Linked DNA regions of Columba livia: region 1 is linked to region 2. A link is a contact called in public Hi-C data. All regions are on one chromosome and are shown on one strand. Each heading gives the region's core, a stretch centred on a gene start, on an enhancer-like site or on the middle of the called end of the contact. The rest is flanking DNA. Distances are from core to core; before and after follow the strand shown.

Evidence for each region. A called contact is a pair of places that touch in the nucleus more often than the background predicts.
Region 1: a contact with region 2 is called in a Hi-C map of crop, with 1.9 times the contacts expected there. The contact joins the enhancer-like site here to the promoter of EHBP1 in region 2. A contact is called at or near these places in 2 of 2 Hi-C or Micro-C datasets (crop and liver).

What each region holds. Positions count from the first base shown.
Region 1 is chr3:111,395,843-111,401,330 of bColLiv1.pat.W.v2, forward strand. It overlaps EHBP1 (EH domain binding protein 1), which reads left to right. Exons shown (of 23, transcript XM_065059203.1): 4 at 880-975. Among named protein-coding and RNA genes, the nearest start is that of EHBP1, 46 kb to the left of the region's middle. Within about 2 kb of position 1,284, at least 1 of the 3 cell types and tissues checked has an H3K27ac peak away from gene starts, as active enhancers do.
Region 2 is chr3:111,349,397-111,354,798 of bColLiv1.pat.W.v2, forward strand. EHBP1 (EH domain binding protein 1) reads left to right here and starts at 2,691. Exons shown (of 23, transcript XM_065059203.1): 1 at 2,691-2,837; 2 at 4,266-4,676. The coding sequence starts at 4,573.

The DNA.
Region 1 (5,488 bases), core at 34-2,533, 45 kb after region 2:
TGTAGAATTAAAAAAAAAAAAAAAAAGCCCAGTTAATTTGCTTCAGATAACAGTAAGTAGATGGTACATTCTTTCCTGATAAAATTTCCACATATTTATAATAACACCCCTGCTCCTCAGCAGTCACTAGTGCATCAGAATCCCTCCTCCACAACATCATAAAATGGATTAAGTTGAGCTTAGAAAAAACATACTTATTCCAAAACAAAAACACTCACACAAGTCATTTTTCGGGACTATCTGTTAAAATCTAAATACATACTGTACATCAGTCCAAATTGGTTCTCAGTCTATTTTACAATTGTGTTTTTCATTATCTTTTCTAGGTGTAGGTATCACAGCATATTAATCCTTAAGAATTTAAATGTTTTAGTAGCATTTAAGATGTATTATAAATCGCTGTATTTGGCTTTGTGGTTTGATTTTATTTTTTTTTCTTCTTTTCTTCTCTATTTAGGTCTAAACGTGGTTAAGCCTGCACTATGTGCTGTATTCGTGTTCTTTAAATAAATGTATTCCTTCATTTGGATAAAAACAAAATAAAGCTCATCTTGCTACAGAAGCTCTGGCCGTAAGGCCTTAATTTTTTGCAGGTCTCTGAGTGTCCTGACCTGTGCTATGTACGTTAGAAAATAGGCCTTGGGACCTTGTGAGGAACATATTTCATTCAGTAGGGGGAAAAAAAAAAAAGCAAGCCTGCTAATAGTCTGAGTTTTCTCACTATCATTCTTAATAATGTCTTTTATAGTGTTCAGTAGAGTCATAGCTTTAAGAACACTGCCTTTTTTGAGTCAGTAACATGTTATTTCTACCTACATGGGAGTTGAATCAGCACTTATTATAATGGCTTTAAGACAACTGTTTCTTTTTTTCCTTTAGGCTCATAGTTGGCAGCCTGGAATCAAGAACCCATACCGTGGGGTGGTGGTATGGCCTGTTCCTGAAAATGTTGAGATTACTGTGACACTCTTTAAGGTATGGGTTTGTTTGTTTTTTAAAGCATAATCTTTCCTATTTCTTAAACAGCATATGAAAAGTGTTTGGAAATGTCAGATTGTAATTATGAAGGCCTAACCTTGCTGTGTTAAGTCACTAACTGCCCGACCTTATTTCCCCAGCTTAAATCCTGGAGAGAAGGATGGTCTGTGCCCTGCCAGAGCACGTACTTCTGTAGTTTAGTTAACACACTGAAAAATCCTGTTGAGCTGATTATAGCGAGTCGTTGGCGTAGAATTTAGTACATGTGTAACTACGCACGTAGTACGTGTGTAAGTGCTTGGCATGTGTTACAGTCTGGTTGGTTTTCTTTAAATACTGTAAGCCAGAAGTTGTCAGAACAGTCATTTCTAGACTTCCTTGTTCAGTTGCAGTGCAGTGACCCCATTTCTTATGCTATTGACTAGCAAACAGAATCCAGCTCTTAGTTTCACAGTATTTAATATGCCACACCGAACATCACAGTATTTATGTGATTGCAGTCGTAGGAGTGGTTGTGGAGCGTTTGAATGGCACAGGGAATTATAAGATTTATGGAGGAGGGATTTTTTTGGGGACTGAGTTTGCTCTATGAAAAAATAAGCTTATTTGTGTGGCTACGAAGCAGAAGGAGGCACTGGTGGTTATGCTAGAACTTCCTGACCAAATATCACAGGGCAAAGCCCTTTCTGCGTAAACAGAAACAATGCAGCTTTACATGTGTGACAGTGTAGGAGGCTGCCCGGGAGGCTGAAAATTTCTGAGATTTTCATTCCATTGGTTATTTCTTGTTCTTTACTCTTGTGTCTTCAGCTACACTTCATTTGTTTTTATTTATAATTGCTTAGGGCAACAGTAACATACTTTTTTTCTCATTAGTAATATTTACATTTGTGTTGGGGACTTCCATGAATAACTCCTTAGAAGTGACTTCTTATTAGCCTTAGAATGTGAATTTACTATTTGATTCTTGATTTATTAAGTAAAAAGAGGAGGTGTTGGGTTTTTTTTTTTCTTGTTTTTTTTTGTTGTTGTTGTTGTCATCCTTGGGATCACCAATGAGCAGAAATTTCCCAAGTCGCCAGTGATGCTAACTATCATAAATTTTTCTCTCTCCTTAGCAGACCATGGGGCCTTCTACTGAGGTTCAGAAGTTCAGTAGCAAAAATTGTTTGCTTTTGCATGCTTCAAGGCCCTCTACTTGAATTAAGAAGTTTAACACAATTACGTGACTACACTGTGTGTCTGTATAATCTGCATATGGTTATGTAGCACAGTAAATGTTACTTAATATTTTAGACATTTAAAATGAAGCAGAAATATACTGAATTCTTGATTGTATATGCGGTGACATGTTACATGAAGAATGGGAAATTAAGGGGTTTTTTGGGTGCAGCTCTTTGCTGTGGCTTTGGAGTAAAAGCATCTCCCACCCTTCTCCTGCCATCCCATGCTACCTTTTTAATCCTACCTGCACCATGTCAGGGCCATATTTTGTAGTACAGCACAAGAAACTTGTAGTTGTGCCACTGAAAGTGAGTGTGAGGGTTCAGACCAGATAGTGAGGAGAGAGAAAGGCCTCTGGAGCCGGTGATAGGTACTAATACAGCCTTAATTTTACCCAGCACTGTGACTCTGCTCTTCTCTCCAAAAATGAGCCTGACCAATGTGAGGGTTGGTCTGGGAGGAGAGGTACAAGTGTGAATAACCCCAGAGGCTGTATCTTCTGGGATCTGTACACACTGATCTCTGGGGGAACAAGCACTGGCTTTTATAATCAAAATATCGATATTACACAAAGAAGTGGCATGTTGTCAGGCACCGCTTATGTAAATCTGCGCTAACTGATCCTCTAGCTCCTCCAACAAGTGTCTGTAAGTGGCCAAACCCACCTTTTTTTCCGCAAGGCTGCACAGGTGTGATACAGAGCAGTGCTTTTTGAGCAAGCTGGGTAATGCACGGGGAGCACTGTGTCTGTGTGAGCCCAGCAGTCTGCCTGGATGGATTGGAGGGACAGGCGATTGCAGGCAGAATGTGGGGTTAGCACAGTTGAGGCTGTGCCCTGTCCTCTCACAGCTCTGCTGGCTCAGTGCTACAGCAACATGTCAGCTGTACTGTGGGATCTGCCCTGACACCTGGAGAGCTGGCATTTCTCTAGGTGGTATGTTCTGGGAAAAAGCGGTCAAAAGAACTGGCTATGTTCTGTTTTGCATAGCTGATGTATCGGCTGGTTAGTGCTAGAGTAGTGGGGAGGGAAGCCTGCAATAGCACACTACAGCAGCCTTTTTGGGGGCTGACTTAGAAGTCAGGTGTTTATATCCTCCCTTCCTCTGGAAGGAAGGAGGCAAAAAGCTGAAAGCAATAAAGCTCAGACAAAGAGACAGCTCATCTTGCAGGTCTGTAAAGCTGCTTTAGGAGCCACTCCCCTGTGAAAGAGTGGCTGCTGAGCGTTTGGCACTTTGCAGTAAGTACACTCAGCGCAGCTGTGCTGTTTAACAAACAGTAGTTGTCCTCTTTCGTTACAACTCGAGAACTGAAAGGAAGCTGCTGGCTCCATGTCCATGCTGGCATAGCCCACTGATGGGAGAAGGTTGCCCTGACAGAGCTTTGTAGCAATCACAGATAACAAATTAGAGCGGTGGTGCTGTTTGAAATAGAAGTGCAGAAAGAGGAAAGAGCAGGCTCCAGAACAGACAGCGACGTGTTTTAGGAAATGATTCACACAGTAGTGGCTGTGCATTTGTAAGTGGCTGTTGAAATGTGTTGCTGGTAGGATTAGGAGGTAAGTCAAGGTTTCAAGTGCCGGTGAGAATGTTAAGAATATCCTCTCCAGTAGTCACCAGTGGACACTTGAGAGCTGGCTAGCAAAGTGCCTGTGATCAGTCAACAGATGAGACATTTTGCATTATCTGCACATCCCTATTTTGGGTGTTAGCTTGTTTCCAACAATATATTTGTAACTCTTAGGCAAGCAGAGCTAAGTATTGAAGAGACTGTAACCTTCATTTAGAAAACTTTCACTGCAAATAAATAAACTTTTTGCTTAATTTCACTGAATTCTGGGCTGCGGGTAAAATTTCATAATGCTCTGCAGTCATGTGGGGAAAAGCATCAAATGGATGTATTGATCCAGCTTCCTTTCACTAGTTCCTGCCCATCCAGATGCTGAAGTGCTAATTACATAAAAAGTTTCATCTATTCTGAAAGTTTAACTTCTTCCTTTGCCATGCTTTACATTGATGTTTGGTTATGCCTTGGGTTTTTCAACGAAAATGGGGAGAAAGAAACATTGTGAAACAATGCACCTATTGTGCATTTTAAGTCCATGATTTGTAGTGCTTTCATGGAAAGATCCACAAATGCCAGAGAAGCTAACTGAATTCCCATTTTTCGTTGTTTCCATGGTTGCACTCCTGAAGTTCATTTTTAGAGTCCCTGCAAAAGCAAGGTTTAACCATCGTATATGAAAGCCTGGATACTCTTACATGTTCTTATGTATAAACGTATACATTTATCAACTGAGAGAGATTTTAAATGAGAAATTTTCACTGCCTAGCAAGTCCAGTGCTTTTAGCCAATGTTCGCTAACATCAGTTGTACTATGAGGATTTCAATTGCAATGTTATTTTCTAGCTTAAAAGCAAAAGTGATCTTCCCAAGCAAAAATGTTTGTTCTCCTGGAGTAAGCATGGACTTTGCTTCATTGGATTATGAAAAGCACCTGTTTTGTCAGGAATACCCATGATTTATCACACTAATGTACTATTGCAACAACGGGGAAAATTACCAGCTCTTCATTCCAAAGTTTGGAAAGGGTATTTTTAAAGGCATAGCTTTCTAAGCATACAAAAAAGTACTTAGGAGTAAAATAAGAATGAAACAGATTATAAAAGGACAGTTGTATTGTTGAAAGTATTCCCACCCCCAGATAGCTCTTTGAATAAATTCCATATCTTCTTTCTTGAAAGCTTGAGTCAATCATATGCTTTGATTATAGTGCAGTAACCAGCCATGCACCAGCAGGAACACTGCAGCAGAGTCAATATGTTGTCTCAGCGAAGGAAAAAAAAAACCCGCCAAACCAAAACCCTTCAGTAACACCATTTCTCAGAAGCAAAAAACAAATCCAGGTTCAGAACATACTTGTTTTGCTTTAGGAGATACCAGTGGCTTGACTGGACAATGTGGAGGATATTCCACTAGAGGAAAATAATAGCCCTGTAAACAAGACAATGTCAGATACAAAAAAAAAATCATATGCTCAGGCAAGTGAGCATATTTGCACACTAGAATAATTTAATATTCAGGCTTAGTGTGGGGATTGATTGTAAAAGCTATATATATTTAAAAAAAAAAAAAAAAGGTAGTAAATCCTTGTGTTTCTAGTCCAGAGGCTTTACAGAGAAGTATGAGCTGTTGTGAGCTTGGTGTTGTGCTGGACAGGGATGGTTCTGCCAGTCTGCTCAGAGCTCTCTGCTTTCTGGAACCTCAACAAAAGCTGACCAGTGTTGTA
Region 2 (5,402 bases), core at 1,441-3,940:
ATTCAGCTATTGACCTTAAAAGTGAGTATTGGGCACTTTGGTGTAACTCACTTTGCTTGTTTTCACCATCAAGCTCATAATATTGGATCAAGTAAAAATGTGACTATTTCCTTAGATTTTGTCTCAGGTCATGAACCGTGCTCCATGGTTGAGCTGTGGTTTCTGCTGGATCACTGGCATAAATGAGGCTTATGGCTGGCAGGACAAGTCATGAGATCTTTTCAGTATGGCAGTGAAGTCAACATGGGGTTTCCTCCCTGATCCATCAGAGTGCTCTGACCAGGGGTTCTTCATCCGTGCCCGTATTAATCCTTTTTTTACCAATTCTTGGTTCCTTTGGGCTGTGAGCTGCCAACAGAAGTTACAGCTGCTTTTGAATTGGTGTGGTCTGAGACACAGGCCAGTAACCTGAGAAAGCTGCAGTGGCCTCTGGCTTCCAATCTACAGCTGAAGATCTTGCCCTTCTTTCCAGAGTAATTGCTCACACTCTTTGAAGTCTCCTAAAGCTTTCCCCAAAATTGCAAGAGCTGAGGGTCACTGGTCTTAAGAAACGTAAAATAAATAAATAATAATAATAATACATAATCTGTAGGATAATTGTCTGTGTTACATTTCTCCCCACTCAGTGAAGGAAAAAGCAGCCTTATACTGTGTACTTCTTAGGCCTGGTGTAACTTGAACCTGAGAGCTATGAAGGAAATGGAAAATGTTAATAAATAATGATGTTTGAAATACAAGTCACTGAACAAACCACCAGACCTTCTGCATTTATTCCACGGGACAGAAAGTGCCTATCTCAGTTTGAGGAAAACAATTTTGGACAAAGATATGTCTGAGGAGTTAGCCTGGATGCTGCATAGTATTCAGAAGATAAATCACAGAAACTTACAGATTAACTCTTGGTAATATATACAGAATAAAGACACCTTCTGAAATAAAATCAGTACAACTGACTACTTGACATTTCCCCGGTATGAGGAACCAAGGATCTTCCCAGGGCCACCAGAATTTTAAATTAGCTTGTTTGATCCACTTTACAGCTGCCAGATTTCCATCTGGTATTTTCCAAGTCAGAATTGAGCTTATGTGTGCATTCTCAGTCTGATGTCTTCTGGAAATCCTGTCCTCATTTCCCAAATCCTAGCCAGGTGATCTGCACTTAAAAAAACCCAGTAACGTCTCCCTCAAGTGTATTGGAATTATTCTGTGTGTGCAGATCAGCTGTAAAACTCGGACAGAAATCTTGGACAAACCTGCAAAATTGTAACTTAAAAACTATTCAGAAAAAAAAGGAAATTTCAAAAAAAACCTGCATGAGTACTACAACCATGTTTCACATCCCAGTGTAAGGCTTTCAAGAAAATCACTGCCTCTTCCAGGACAGCTCCAAATAGGTAGAAAATGCATGCCCTCTGGCAGCTCAGATAAGTAAATCTGTCTTGAGAGAAGGCAAAGGAATGAAGACTAACACATTATAAGCAAAGGGCTGACCTTTTTAATAGCCCAAATATTCACCCTCTCCAAAGTAACTTAGTTCAGCTTAGGCCTGTGGCCATCCACACTGTCATTCTTTCTTTCTCTCCTCCCACTCCAGGCGCTGAATGCTGTCAGCCTCTGCAGTACACCAGCACGGAGAGAGGCAGCTTAGGGGAGAGCAGGAAAAGATTGGGATACAGAGCTTCCCAGCCCATGGATCAGGCTTGGACTCCATTTGGTTTGTCATGGGAAAGAAACGTAGATGACTGCAAAGACTGCAATTTTACAGCTGCTCTCAGACCTCACTGCATCATCTTTTTTATTTCCCTGTGCTTCCACTTGACAGCTGCCCGAGTTTCTCACCGGGCTGGCGAGTGGGTTGAGGATTAGCTCCTACAGCACCTCACACAACCCTGTTGTCCTGACACCTGTTGTAAATCGTACTTTGGGATCCAAGACTTAACGTACCTGTACGGGTGCAAGGAGAGGCTGCGGATGGCAGGTGAACAGAAAGCAGTGTGGCATTTTCTCACTGCACCAGAATAAGCCACCGTTTCATTTTAGCTTAGTGCTGGAACCAAGGGCTTTCACCTGGCTCTGACACCCCAGTGACAGGGTGTGCAGCAGGAGAGTCATGAAACTGTGCAGAACTTCCAAACCCCAGCGCTTTGGTGAAGTTTAGAGATCAAGTTAAATCGGCAGAGAAATATCACCCTGTCTGTGTTACCTAATTTTGTATTTCGTTTTGACCAAACTTCCCATCCCCGTGAGGGCTCCAGAGCATCTCCAGACCCGCTGCAGGATGTGGGTCAGGCTCGGCGCTTGACCGACACCTCCTCAGGGCCGGCGGGAGCCGCCCCGGCCCCGTTACTGTTCCTCACTGTGGTTTTTCCTCCACTCCTGCGGTCTCGATCCGTCTCCGGCGCCCACATGACAGGCGGCGTATGAGACTCCCGCCTCGGTTTCCCCCCGTCCGTTCTCCCGGCCGCTCCTCCCGGTGCGGGAGCTGCCCCTCCCGGCGGCGCAGCCCGTGCTGGCCGCTCCCCGGCCCGCGGACGACGGCGGGTCCCGGGCGCTGCTGCCTGGGGCCACGCCCCTCCCCTGACAGCCCGCTCCTCGGCCCCCGCCCACCCCACGGCTTTAGGAAGCCCCGCCGCCAATCGCCGAACGCTTTCGCGTTGACGGGCGGCCGTGTACACCTATCGAGTAGCTTTTCCTTACAAGAAACCCCGCCTCCTCGGGCGCTGCCGCCAATCAAAAAAAAGATTGAGTTGGAGGCGGGAGAAGAGGGCCTGCAAGCTCCGTCTTCCCTCACTACCTCCGTTTCCCCGTTGCGCGAGGATCGCCCCTTTCGCCAGCAGGTGATTGACACGGGCCGGCAGCCAGTGGGTTGCGGAGGGCGCGCGGTGGGGCCAATGGCGAGGCGGGGCGGGCTGCGCCAGGGGGCGGGGGGAGCGGCAGACTGGGTTGAGGCGAGGCGCAGCGCCGGCAGGAGGGCGATGGTGGTGGCGTGAGGCGCGGCAGGACCCGGGCTGGCTGCCCGGCCGGTGCGGCGAGGAGAACCGCTGTGTGCCCAGTGCTCACCATGAGTCTACAGGAGGACGGAGACAGCCGTGGGGCGCTGCCGCCAGCGGGGCTGCCGCAGTAATGGGCAGCGGCAGCGCTGCCTCTCGCCTGCCGTGTGGTGCCAGCGCCCGCGCTCGCCCAGCGGGAGCCGGGGGCAGGTGAGTGCACCCGCGCTGCCCCGCGTCCCTTTCCGAGCCGCCTCTCCCTCCTTTGCTCCCCGCCGTTGGTGTTTTAAAACCCCAATGGCTTTTCGCCGAGGGCGGCGGGGGGCGCTGCTCAGGCGGGCTGGGCGCTGAGGTGACAGGGGCCGGCGAGCCGGAGCGGGCCGCTCCTCGCCCCGGGGCTCCGTGGGGACGGCCCTCTCTAGGGGGACATTCCTGGAGCCAGGTTGCCTCCTGGCCAGCTGTGATGCTGTCCTACCCCGTCTTCTCGCCAAGTGCGGCCACCTCTGGTTTCCCCTTATTCCTAATGAAGAGGGTTTTCCGCCGCACCCAGCAGGGATGCTGCTTTCCTTTGGAGGGAGAAGACCTGTCTGGGTTTCTTCTCTCCCTTTTCAGCTCCCTGATGAGGGTTTCTCGGTTCAGGATGGAGAGGCATTTCCATTTCAATATTACGTTGCGAGGAAGATGGGGAATCCTGGGGAGCCAGGGCTCAGGAAATGCCCCTTCCTCTTTCATCTTTCTCCTCACCCAGGAGGATTTAAGTAGTAAGCATTTTAGTAGTAACACTCCCTTGCCTCCTTCTTGGCTGTTCCTTTTCCTTGGAAAGAGAAATGGGAGCAGGAGGTGTGTATGTGAGAGGAAACAACTGTTACACCTTTTATCATCAAGACAAAGAAGTTGTCTTCATCTCCCTGTGTCCCTCCCTCTGGGTGCATATTGGCAGCACCTCAGCCACTTTGCATCGCTTCCCGGAGATGCTTCATAAGGATTTGGTGTGGCCCTGACCTGCCCTTTTTTGTTGTTGTTGCCAATTATGATGGTGCTGATAAAAGGACATGTTGATATGTTTCCAAACAGGCTCGTGGTTTGCATTCCTGAAATTACTGCTGCATTCTAATTTATTTATTTAAATGGGGGGGACACACGCGCACAACAGGAAGGGGGTAGGTTTCTGTGGCTTATTGTAGTTATTTGAAAGGTACGAGATCACGTGCAATTGCAGCACTGTAGTATGGAGCATATTAACCAATGATTTCTTCCCCTGTCTTATTTGTCTTCCAGTCCTGCAGTCTCCACATCATCTGCTGTGTGAGGAATGATGATTCCATGAGAGAACTTCCTTTCAATTACCTCTCTGCTCCTATTGCATGCTGCTCCTGGACGGTGATGAGCCTTTCAGCTGGACTAGGATTTACCGAGAAGAAGGGAGAGGCAGAATATGAGTTGTAGACATCCCATTGAGCTCCTCACACGCTGTTTTTACTGTGTCTGTTTATAAATCTGCTCGTATTGAGCACACACACTGTTAAACCCACATTGATATTTGCAGAGTTGCTACTGTGTGAGAGGACTGATATTTCTCACCATCATGGCTTCAGTTTGGAAAAGACTGCAGCGTGTTGGGAAACATGCATCCAAGTTCCAGTTTGTGGCCTCTTACCAGGAGCTGATGGTAGAGTGCACCAAAAAATGGTAAGAAGCTGCTTGTGTTGCTGCACAAACGGTGAAGTTGCTGGTGCTGAAACAGGAAGGATATTGTTCACTTTGTACTGCTGGGTGTGTGTGCATTGCTCTTGTCTCCCCTTGGTTCCTCTTGCCTGTCCATTGCAGAAGCCACTGTGTGCTTGTCTTTTTTGATGAATGCTTGCTTTGCTGCGTACTTAGCTTGGACCTGTTGGTTTTGTTCTGTACTCTGATTTTCTTAGCTGATATTGTTGTGATTGTGCAGAGAACAATGCGTTTATTAACTCAGCATCTACGACTTAATGGTGTGGTTTTGGTTATTGTTTTTGTGTTTAGTTTTTTGGGGTTTTTTTTGTATGTGTGTTGTTGTTGTTGTATGTTTTTCTTTTATTTTTTCTTTTTCTTTCATTTTTCCCAAGAGCTGGTTTCCAGCTTCCAACTCAAATCTGGGTGCCGACTGTTATCTGCTGGCACTGTTGTTAGCTGACTGAGGCATTTGAGATCAGTTCTGAAGATGGTGGTATTTTAATCTGGGTTAGATAGCCATTTCGATTTTGACTTTTTTTACTTGAAGATGTCTTCTTTCTCCTTCTTCTCCTTTGTCAGTTCCACCTTTTAGTGGGAAGAGGCAAGAGATAGTTCCTTGGGAATTGTCTTAAGGTATTTGTTTAGTCAGACAAGAATTTTGTGCAGTGTTGGTCCAGTTGTGTGCCTTTGGAGCTGACTAGACAGCAG